3 separate regions of the Sus scrofa genome follow, and all the other regions are linked to region 2. Evidence: chromatin contacts called from public HiChIP or PLAC-seq and promoter capture Hi-C data. All regions are on one chromosome and are shown on one strand. Each heading gives the region's core, a stretch centred on a gene start, on an enhancer-like site or on the middle of the called end of the contact. The rest is flanking DNA. Distances are from core to core; before and after follow the strand shown. Region 1 overlaps KMT2C (histone-lysine N-methyltransferase 2C). Region 2 has its middle 12 kb from the start of CCT8L2. Region 3 has its middle 26 kb from the start of XRCC2.

Region 1 (2,700 bases), core at 41-2,540, 140 kb before region 2:
ATAATTATTTGGTTTTCACTGTGAAGCACGAGGATTATATATAAAAACAACAACACAGTATTCCTAAGAAAGGTACGTGGAGATCATCTTACATAAAGATACAAACCACATCTTAAGTGACCTTATAAAACTACTTTCAGTTGGAGTTCCCTTCGTGGCACAGTGGAAACAAATCCCACCAGGAACCATGAGGTTGCGGGTTCAATCCCTGGCCTCCCTCAGTGGGTTATGAATCTGGCATTGCCATGAGCTGTGGTGTAGGTCGCAGATGCAGCTCAGATCTGGTGTGGCTGTGGCTGTGGTGTAGGCTGGCCGCTGTAGCTCCAGTTAGACCCCTAGCCTGGGAACCTCCATATGCCGTGGGTGTGGCCCTTAAAAAGCACCCAAATAACCCACAAAACTACTTCTCGTTGGTTAGAGGACAGGTGTGGAGAGAGACTTTGGCTGTACATTGTTAATCTTTTTAAACAGAAATTACTCTGACATTCCATCGCTTATCTATATGCCTGATGTGTACTCCAACCTTATCATAGAAAAGCTATTTTCTTCTCTTTTTCAGTCAATGAAAAGAACCCAAAATATTTAAAAAAAAAAACACACAACTCTCTTGCAGAACTAAGTTGGCTTTTACACAAAAACAAGTGGCGCGAGAGCAGAATATTACCACAGAACTGAACAATGGGGTTGCAGCCTGGGATGAGGGAGAAGGAAACACAAGAAATTAACCATCCGAAGTGGCAGACACTGTAAGTAATGTTTTCATGTTTCACTTTTAAAGTAAGACTGAACATTTCATTCAGAACGAGTTAAAAGAACAGAAATATATATGGGAAGTTTTAGAGGTTATTTCTTTGGGGGGCAATGAGCAAAGTGCCAGAAAGAGGAGCTTTAGGTAAATAAATGATCAAACATTTGTAAATTCACGATTTAAGTATTCTCTTGGTAACAGTCAAATTACCCAGATTTCCAAGGGGTTGGCAGCACCCCCAAAGGCGCAAGAGAGAAACACTGTTACCTTTCCTGAAACACAGGTTCACCCTGAGTGTACTCTTCAATCTACCAAAAGACAAACTCCCCCTGGAAAAACTGAGAAACAACCCGAGGGAAAGCCCAGAAAAACGGAACGGCTTGATAACGACTGGCACTTAACCCCTGCGGAAATACAGTACATGTTCTGGTTTCTGAATGGGAGGAACAGGACGGTCGACCTCAGCGGTGCTGGCCCTGAGCGGCGGACAGTCCCGAGCAGCGCGTGTCCAGGAGCGGCCACTAGGTGCCAGCAGCGCACTCCTGTCCACTGGAGCCCAAGCATTCCGTACTGCCCTCTACTGGGACGGTCCATTCACAGAAACGACTCCAGTGTGTGCCAGGCAGTTTGTCAGGCACCAGAGGTCAAATCACAAGCCAACATAGACAGGATCCATGCCCTCACGAGGCCTATAGCCCTGGCTGGGAGACCCATAATAATGAATACAGAAACAACGCAAGTGCCATAAAGGAGAGATACGTATCCAATAAAATAATAATGTATACTAAGGACACATGCTCAAATGTGTACATAAAGAGGTAAACAACCCAAAAGTTGAGGGAATATGGAGATCCCTCCCCTTGCTGCCGCCAGGCTTTATTATCTTGTTCTTTTCCATCTTGTTAGAATGAACAGTCCTATTCCAGCTTCAATTTATTTCAGTATCTGTCACAGCTTTTTGTAAAAAAAAAAAAAAAAAAAAAAAAATCATTCGCACAAAATAAGATCTAAACAGAAGCACATATTTCTACAACCATTTTTCAATCCCAACCAAAAGTATCAAAAATTTAGCCAGTAGACTGTCACCTGCCATAGTCAAAAGTATTAATTTTCAATAAATGAGTTTAAAACAAAGAACTCTCAGAATATTTTAGACAGATCAGGAAATGCTAAGATTTACGGCAACAAATGTGAAAATATTTTTGTTGTTTGTTTCTTTACAAACTTTCATTGCTTCTGGCAATAAAATATAATATAAATAGTTCCAAACAACTATTTTCAAAATGTTCAACCCCCAGCACGTTTCCTTGAAAAGTCTTTTACACCATCATTGTTTATCTTGAATGTCCCCTTTATCTTGAAGATGAAATGTTTATTTTCTTTGAAAAGAGAGGTGGGATATATCCTAATACATTCGGCCACGTGTCCTCCTAACAAAGCCAAGAGCGTTCTGACATCTGTCCTTTGGGAAAACAAAAGCCTGTTCTAAGTCCTCAGCACTTTTACAAACGCTGCCCCTGGGGAACCTCTGGAAATAGCCAAGATCTTCCCCGTCACACTACTCTACCCCCAGCACGTGAGGAGAACTCTAAAGATTCACCCGACTCCAGAGGGGGTTTTGGACAATTATAAATTCATAAACTTGGATCGAAGCTGACCACACCGGTGACCTCCCTTCACACTGGCACTGACTCGTGACTTCTTTCTCCTAACTATGAACGACTCCATGGATGACCTTCAGGGCCACTCAGTTAGGCTACACATTTATTGGGGAATGATCAAAAGAGAAAACGACCCCATTCAGAATGGCACTACTATCTGGAAAGAAGACAGAGACGGGCAGAGAAGTGATGGGGCTTGACCTACACCACGCGTGTATTTACCTATTGATTTATCAGTGTGGATCATTCCACAGATAGTAACGCAATACTATCACTCTTTTTTTGGTTATT
Region 2 (2,700 bases), core at 188-2,687:
GTGAGTTAAGGATCTGGCATTGCTGTGAGCCGTGGTGCAGGTCAAAGGCTCGGTTTGGATGCCGCATTGCTGTGGCTGTGGCATAGGCCGGCAGCTGTAGCTCCAGTTGGACCCCTAGCCTAGGAACCTCTGTATGCTGCAGCTTCAGCCATAAAAAAGCAAAAAACAAAACAAAACAAAACAACACAAAAAACAAACCGAACAAACAACAAAAAAAAGAGAGACCATTGCAGGAGCTTTTGTAAAGAACCCCTGTGACAGCTCGGAATGACGCTGCAAACAGCAGTCTGCCATGCTTCCACAGATATTAATGACACATAATGGAGTCTCCTAAAGGACCTCTAGGGTCTGACGGGGGTTTAAGTTTGAGATCGCCCAATTTAATAGCACTGGAAAAGGTTTCCGAGTCTCCTCATGCGAGTAATCAAGGGTTTCTCCTGTTTGAAGCTGAAAGACTTGTGTAAGGATTAGCTCCCTCGGCTTTATCGATCAATTTGTCCTTAGAGTCAAAAGCAGTTTACAAAACTAGCATAAAGACACACACAAAACTTAAACTGTTAGAATAACAATATTGAATAAACAATCGACAGCAAGAGTAGATTCCGCAGGTAAAAAGAACTGATTATATTTCTGGGCTAATCAAGTTTGTCATTACAGGCTCACATGGTCCTTTAAGAACTCAATCTCGATCCAAGGGCTGGGTTGGTCTGGGCGTTCCAGTTCATTTTCCGTTTCAAAAATGCAAAGCCATAACCATCTTAACGTTGATATTTATCGTGTTTATCCCTGCCTCTCCGGATTACTGAGTTCAGGGAGACCGGGTAGGAGGGCGGCGAAGGCTGGGAGGAGGGGAGGAGTGGAAGGGTGGAGTGGGGCGGGGAAAGGGGGAGCGGTGAAGACCTCACGGATTGGACCCCAGGAGGAAACCTGGAGAAGGCAGCGATTTCAGGGAAGAAAGGAAAATGCGAAGTGACGCAAAGAGGAGGAAAAGGGCTGCAGGCAACCGTGCGGGCAGCGCTGGACTGGGAGCCCCAGAAATAGGCGGGGCAGGGGGCGCGGGGTGCAGCCGGGCTCGGGGATCAGGCTCCGGGAGCGACAGAAGCAGGGCGGGGAGATGGACGTAGGGGAGACAAGCAAATACTGGGAGTGGAGAGGCAAGAGACAGGAGTAGGACTCGGGAAGGGGCGGAGAAAGGCCGGCAACTGAGGACGCCCGCAGGAACCGCGAGCCGAGGGGGCCTGCCAGGGCTCGGGTCCCGGAGAGGGGCCGCGCGGGGGAGGTGGGGTAGGGACGGGGAGGCGGGCGCGAGGCCAATGGGAGGATTAGTCTGGGCGGGGCGGGGCACCAGGTGGCTCGAGGGCCAATAGGAAAGGAGCAGGGGCGGGGACGGTGCTCCGCAAGGCTCGAAGCCAATGGGAACCCGGGCCAGGAACGGAGGCGGGGCGCCAGGACCAATGGGAGGCTGAGCCAGGGAGAGCTGGCGGCCGTTCGGCCCTGCTCCGGGGGAGACGGACCCGGAAGGCGATGGGGGCGGGGAGCCCGGCTGACAACCTGTCAAATCCACTTCGGGACGAACTAGGTCACGCGCCTCCGCGAGCTAGGGCACCCCCGCCCCGCGAGGCCCGCCGGGTGGCCCGCGGGGCCCGGCCCGGCTGCTTCCTCTTCCTGCCGGCGGTGGGGGCGGGGCGGGCGGCCGGGACACCTGCCTCCCCGGCCCTACGGCCGACGCTGCTCCCAGAAGCTCGTCCGCACGTTGTCTTCATGACAGCTGGACCCACCGCGGCTTCGCAGTTGAGAATGTGTATCTTTCGAACGGCCCTTCAGAGTTGAAAACTCTCTGCACCCACGGCGGTCCTCACGCCGCGCGTTCACGAGAGTAGTGGACTGGTCCCGCGGGCCCGCGTCTGCGGAAGCCGGCCGGCCGCGCACTACTTGGCGCGGAAGAACCCGCGGACGGCGGAGGGATCCCGCGCGAGCCGCCGGGACGAGAACCGTCCCTCCGGATCCCGTCCGGGCCCCTGGCGGGCGGCGATCGGGGCCGTGGGCAGCGCAGGCGGTTACGCGCGCCGGCCCCGACGACATACGCGGAGTAGGGCCGGCCCTACGCGGCGCGTCCCGGCCTTCCGGGTCACCTGTTTCTCCCGGGAGAGGACCTGGCCTCTCGCGCCAGGCAGCGAACGGCAGGCCGCACTAGCCGACGGGCGGCCGGGGCTGGGAGGGCGGAGGACGCGCTTTGTGTCGCTGCAGCGGGACGGGTGGCGGGGGATCCGTTTTCCCTCTTTCCCAGCCCTGGTCGTAGTTCAGACACTTCCACCAGCTTAAGCTTGGGCACGTAGTTGTCTATAGTTGTTTCCAAGTGAATGAAATGAAATAAAAGCCTCAATCAGAAGTCAGCATTAGCCTAAGGCCGGGATTATGACTTTGCTCCAACATCATGTAGGATTTGTGCCCTCGTATTTCTACTGCTTAGACCCTAAGTCCATTTCTTTTCAATATGGACCCATAATAGAGCCATATCCGTCTTGTTAAGGTCTTCAAAATGGATGTTGATGCACAATCTAATTAAGCAATAGATATGTTAATGTACAGATTCCGTTCATTATATTTCTCAATGCAAATTTGCTTAGGGTTTTTGCATTGAATAGACAGTAATGCTCTGTTTAATTTTCACTACTTGGCCATTCAATTTATGTTAATTTT
Region 3 (2,700 bases), core at 96-2,595, 190 kb after region 2:
TCCAGCAATCCCACCCCTGGGCATCTATTCAGAGAAAACCATGACTCGCAAAGACACATGTACTCTGATGTTCACTGCAGCACTGTTTGCAACAGCCAAGACATGGAAACAACCTAAATGTCCATCGACAGAGGAGTGGATCCAGAAGATGTGGTACATATACACAATGGAATATTACTCAGCCATTAAAATGAACGAAATACCAGCATTTTTAGTAACATGGATGGACCTAGAAATTATCATGTTAAGTGAAGTCAGCCATACAATGAGACACCAATGTCAAATGCTATCACTTACATGTGGAATCTTAAAAAGAACAGAATGTTTGCAGAACAGATACTGACTCACAGACTTTGAAAAACTTACGGTTTCCAAAGGAGACAGTTTGGGGGGTGGGGGGATGCGCTGGGGGTTTGGGATGGAAATGCTGTGATGATCATTGTACAACTATAAATGTGCTACATTCATTGAGTAATAAAAAAATGAAAAAAAAAAAGGGCAGGTATTGAAGAGTTCTGTTCTAAAAATCTGAACTGGCTTTTGGAGTTCCCGTTGTGGTGGGGCGGAAACAAATCTGACTAGGAATCATGAGGTTTCGGGTTCAATCCCTGGCCTCGCTCAGTGGGTTAAGGTTCTAGCATTGCTGTGGCTGTGGTGTAGACCAGCAGCTGTACCTCCGATTCCACCCCTAGCCTGGGAATCACCATATGCTGCCCGCCCGCCCTGCCCCCAAAAAGACAAAAAAAAAAATCTTAACTGGTTCTTGATTTGCACATGCTAAATGCCACATTTGATGTCTTTTACATACAACATGCTCCAATTCATCTCTGTAGACTGTCCCCAGGGGACTTCCCTTCACTGCCCGGTGCTCTTTCTATGGTTCTGTTTCCTCCGATCAAAAGGCCTTTCTCAAGGGCCTCGTCGGGTTCTTAACTCGCTGAGCCACAGTGGGAACTCCATGAATTTTCTGGCTGGAGAGCCTCCGAGAAGGTGGAAGGCAATGTGTGTGTCTGTTTCCGTGCGCATCCTGAGAACTTGGTGCGTCTCCCGCAGCTGGCTTCATCAGGAAGTGCCGTGGGAGGGATTAGCGGCCCGATGGGGGTGGAAACATAGCTTTGAAAGTTATACTATTAGAAGTATCATTTCCACTTTATTTTGCCAACAAAGGAAATCTGTTAAGCCTCAGGCCATAAGAATCACAAAGCCAGTCCTTGAGCTATATCGCATTCCCAGGGTACCTGGGCGGGGGAATCCTAGCTCTGCTTCAGTTCCATATGGTCGTTCACTAGAACCTCAGCCGGCCTGGAAACCAGGAGTTGACCCCGTGCTTTTAGGTCGAATGGTTTATGTAATCGAGATAATAATGGCGCCTCTTTTAAAAGCACCTTTGCGTTTTTGTGTTTTGCAGTGCCGCTCATAAAGTTATCATAATTAAATTGCTGTGAAATAGACAATTAAGTGACCTCCTCATCTCCTTACAACAAGGGTTCGAAGTCCGCTGCTAAGTGGGATCGAGATAGAAAAAAACAAAAAAACAAAAAAAAAACCCAAACCTTGAACTGTAGCCTCACGCAGATAACTAGGCAACATTGCCTCCTAGCGTCTAATACAGGTAGTGCCTCACCTTCGCAGACAGGAAGAAAGGCGGGCTGGAGAGAGAGGATTTGGAGGGGTATTGAGTGTGTATTTACTGGCCAGCAGAAGCCTGAAGACTGAAGAGCTTAATCACAAGATAGATCCCAAACAAGAAGCTTCAGACTTTTCACGACCAAGATTCATTTTTTAATTTTTTATTTAGTCTTTTTGCCTTTCCTAGGGCCGCTTCCCACAGCATATGGAGGTTCCCAAGCTAGGGTTTTAATCGGAGCTGTAGCTGCCGGCCTACTAGGGATGCCAAGCCACAGCAACTTCGGATCCGAGCCGTATCTGCAACCTACACCACAGGTCACGGCAATGCCAGATTCTTAACCCACTGAGCAAGGCCAGGGATGGAACCCACAACCTCATGGTTCCTAGTCGGATTCGTTAACCACTGCGCCACGACGGGAACTCCACACAAGCAATCTTCAAACTAGGTCTTCAAACTTGTATCCCTTCCTGAGCCTGGCAGGTAGCTGGAGCTGTGGGAAAGCTGTGCCCCTTATCACGGCATTCACTTTCCCCAAAGTGTAAAGTGTCACAGGAGCCTCCAAACTTGACAGAGGAGCACATCAGATGCTAAGTCACCTTCGCCCTTAAAGGATTCTCTGCAGGAAAAAAGAGGTTTTCCTTCTTCTGGAGTGTCTTTTTCATTCTAAGAGGTTCTCAGAGCCAGGGAACTGGGCTCTAGAGTTTGTGAATACAGGGCTCCTTGTTTTCCCAGAGCACGGGTACCCCCGACATGGCACGGTTGGGATCCTGTGGTCTTGGAACCAGGGTATACAAACATGGTTCCACTTAGGATGGCCGCGGGCTTGGCTCAAAGAACGGACACAATCTTGAAATTCTTCATGCTTCCCCCGCCATGGCCCCCACATTTTCACTTTGCACTGGGACCTTTCCCTGTACAATGGGTCCCGCTTTGATAGAATTTAACACTTCGTCTCTTTACTCCCCCGTTCATGCTCATACTCTCTGTTCCTGGCACTCTGCTGCACCTGAAACCTTGCCTGGACAAAGGGAAGAGTCTCGGTGACGTAGTCTGGACCCATCTTTTGCTTC

Evidence for each region. Promoter capture Hi-C pulls out the DNA fragments that hold promoters and counts their contacts. HiChIP or PLAC-seq counts read pairs in DNA pulled down with a chosen protein or histone mark.
Region 1: a contact with region 2 is called in an H3K27ac HiChIP or PLAC-seq map of alveolar macrophages. The contact joins two enhancer-like sites. A contact is called at or near these places in 2 of 5 promoter capture datasets (fetal liver and liver), 17 of 47 Hi-C or Micro-C datasets (alveolar macrophages, embryonic fibroblasts, fetal heart ventricle and 10 more) and 2 of 2 datasets of contacts at active chromatin or transcription factors (alveolar macrophages and skeletal muscle).
Region 3: a contact with region 2 is called in a promoter capture Hi-C map of liver, with 5 times the contacts expected there. The contact joins two enhancer-like sites. A contact is called at or near these places in 1 of 5 promoter capture datasets (liver), 4 of 47 Hi-C or Micro-C datasets (embryonic fibroblasts, heart right ventricle, liver and 1 more) and 2 of 2 datasets of contacts at active chromatin or transcription factors (alveolar macrophages and skeletal muscle).

The regions. Positions count from the first base shown.
Region 1 is chr18:5,112,336-5,115,035 of Sscrofa11.1, reverse strand. All of the region lies in intron 7 of KMT2C (histone-lysine N-methyltransferase 2C), which reads right to left. Among named protein-coding and RNA genes, the nearest start is that of KMT2C, 120 kb to the right of the region's middle. Within about 2 kb of position 1,290, at least 9 of the 83 cell types and tissues checked have an H3K27ac peak or open chromatin away from gene starts, as enhancers often do. A contact at or near this core is called in alveolar macrophages, where this site is marked.
Region 2 is chr18:4,968,143-4,970,842 of Sscrofa11.1, reverse strand. No RefSeq gene overlaps it. Among named protein-coding and RNA genes, the nearest start is that of CCT8L2, 12 kb to the left of the region's middle. Within about 2 kb of position 1,437, at least 73 of the 83 cell types and tissues checked have an H3K27ac peak or open chromatin away from gene starts, as enhancers often do. A contact at or near this core is called in alveolar macrophages and liver, where this site is marked.
Region 3 is chr18:4,780,591-4,783,290 of Sscrofa11.1, reverse strand. No RefSeq gene overlaps it. Among named protein-coding and RNA genes, the nearest start is that of XRCC2, 26 kb to the left of the region's middle. Within about 2 kb of position 1,345, at least 8 of the 83 cell types and tissues checked have an H3K27ac peak or open chromatin away from gene starts, as enhancers often do. A contact at or near this core is called in liver, where this site is marked.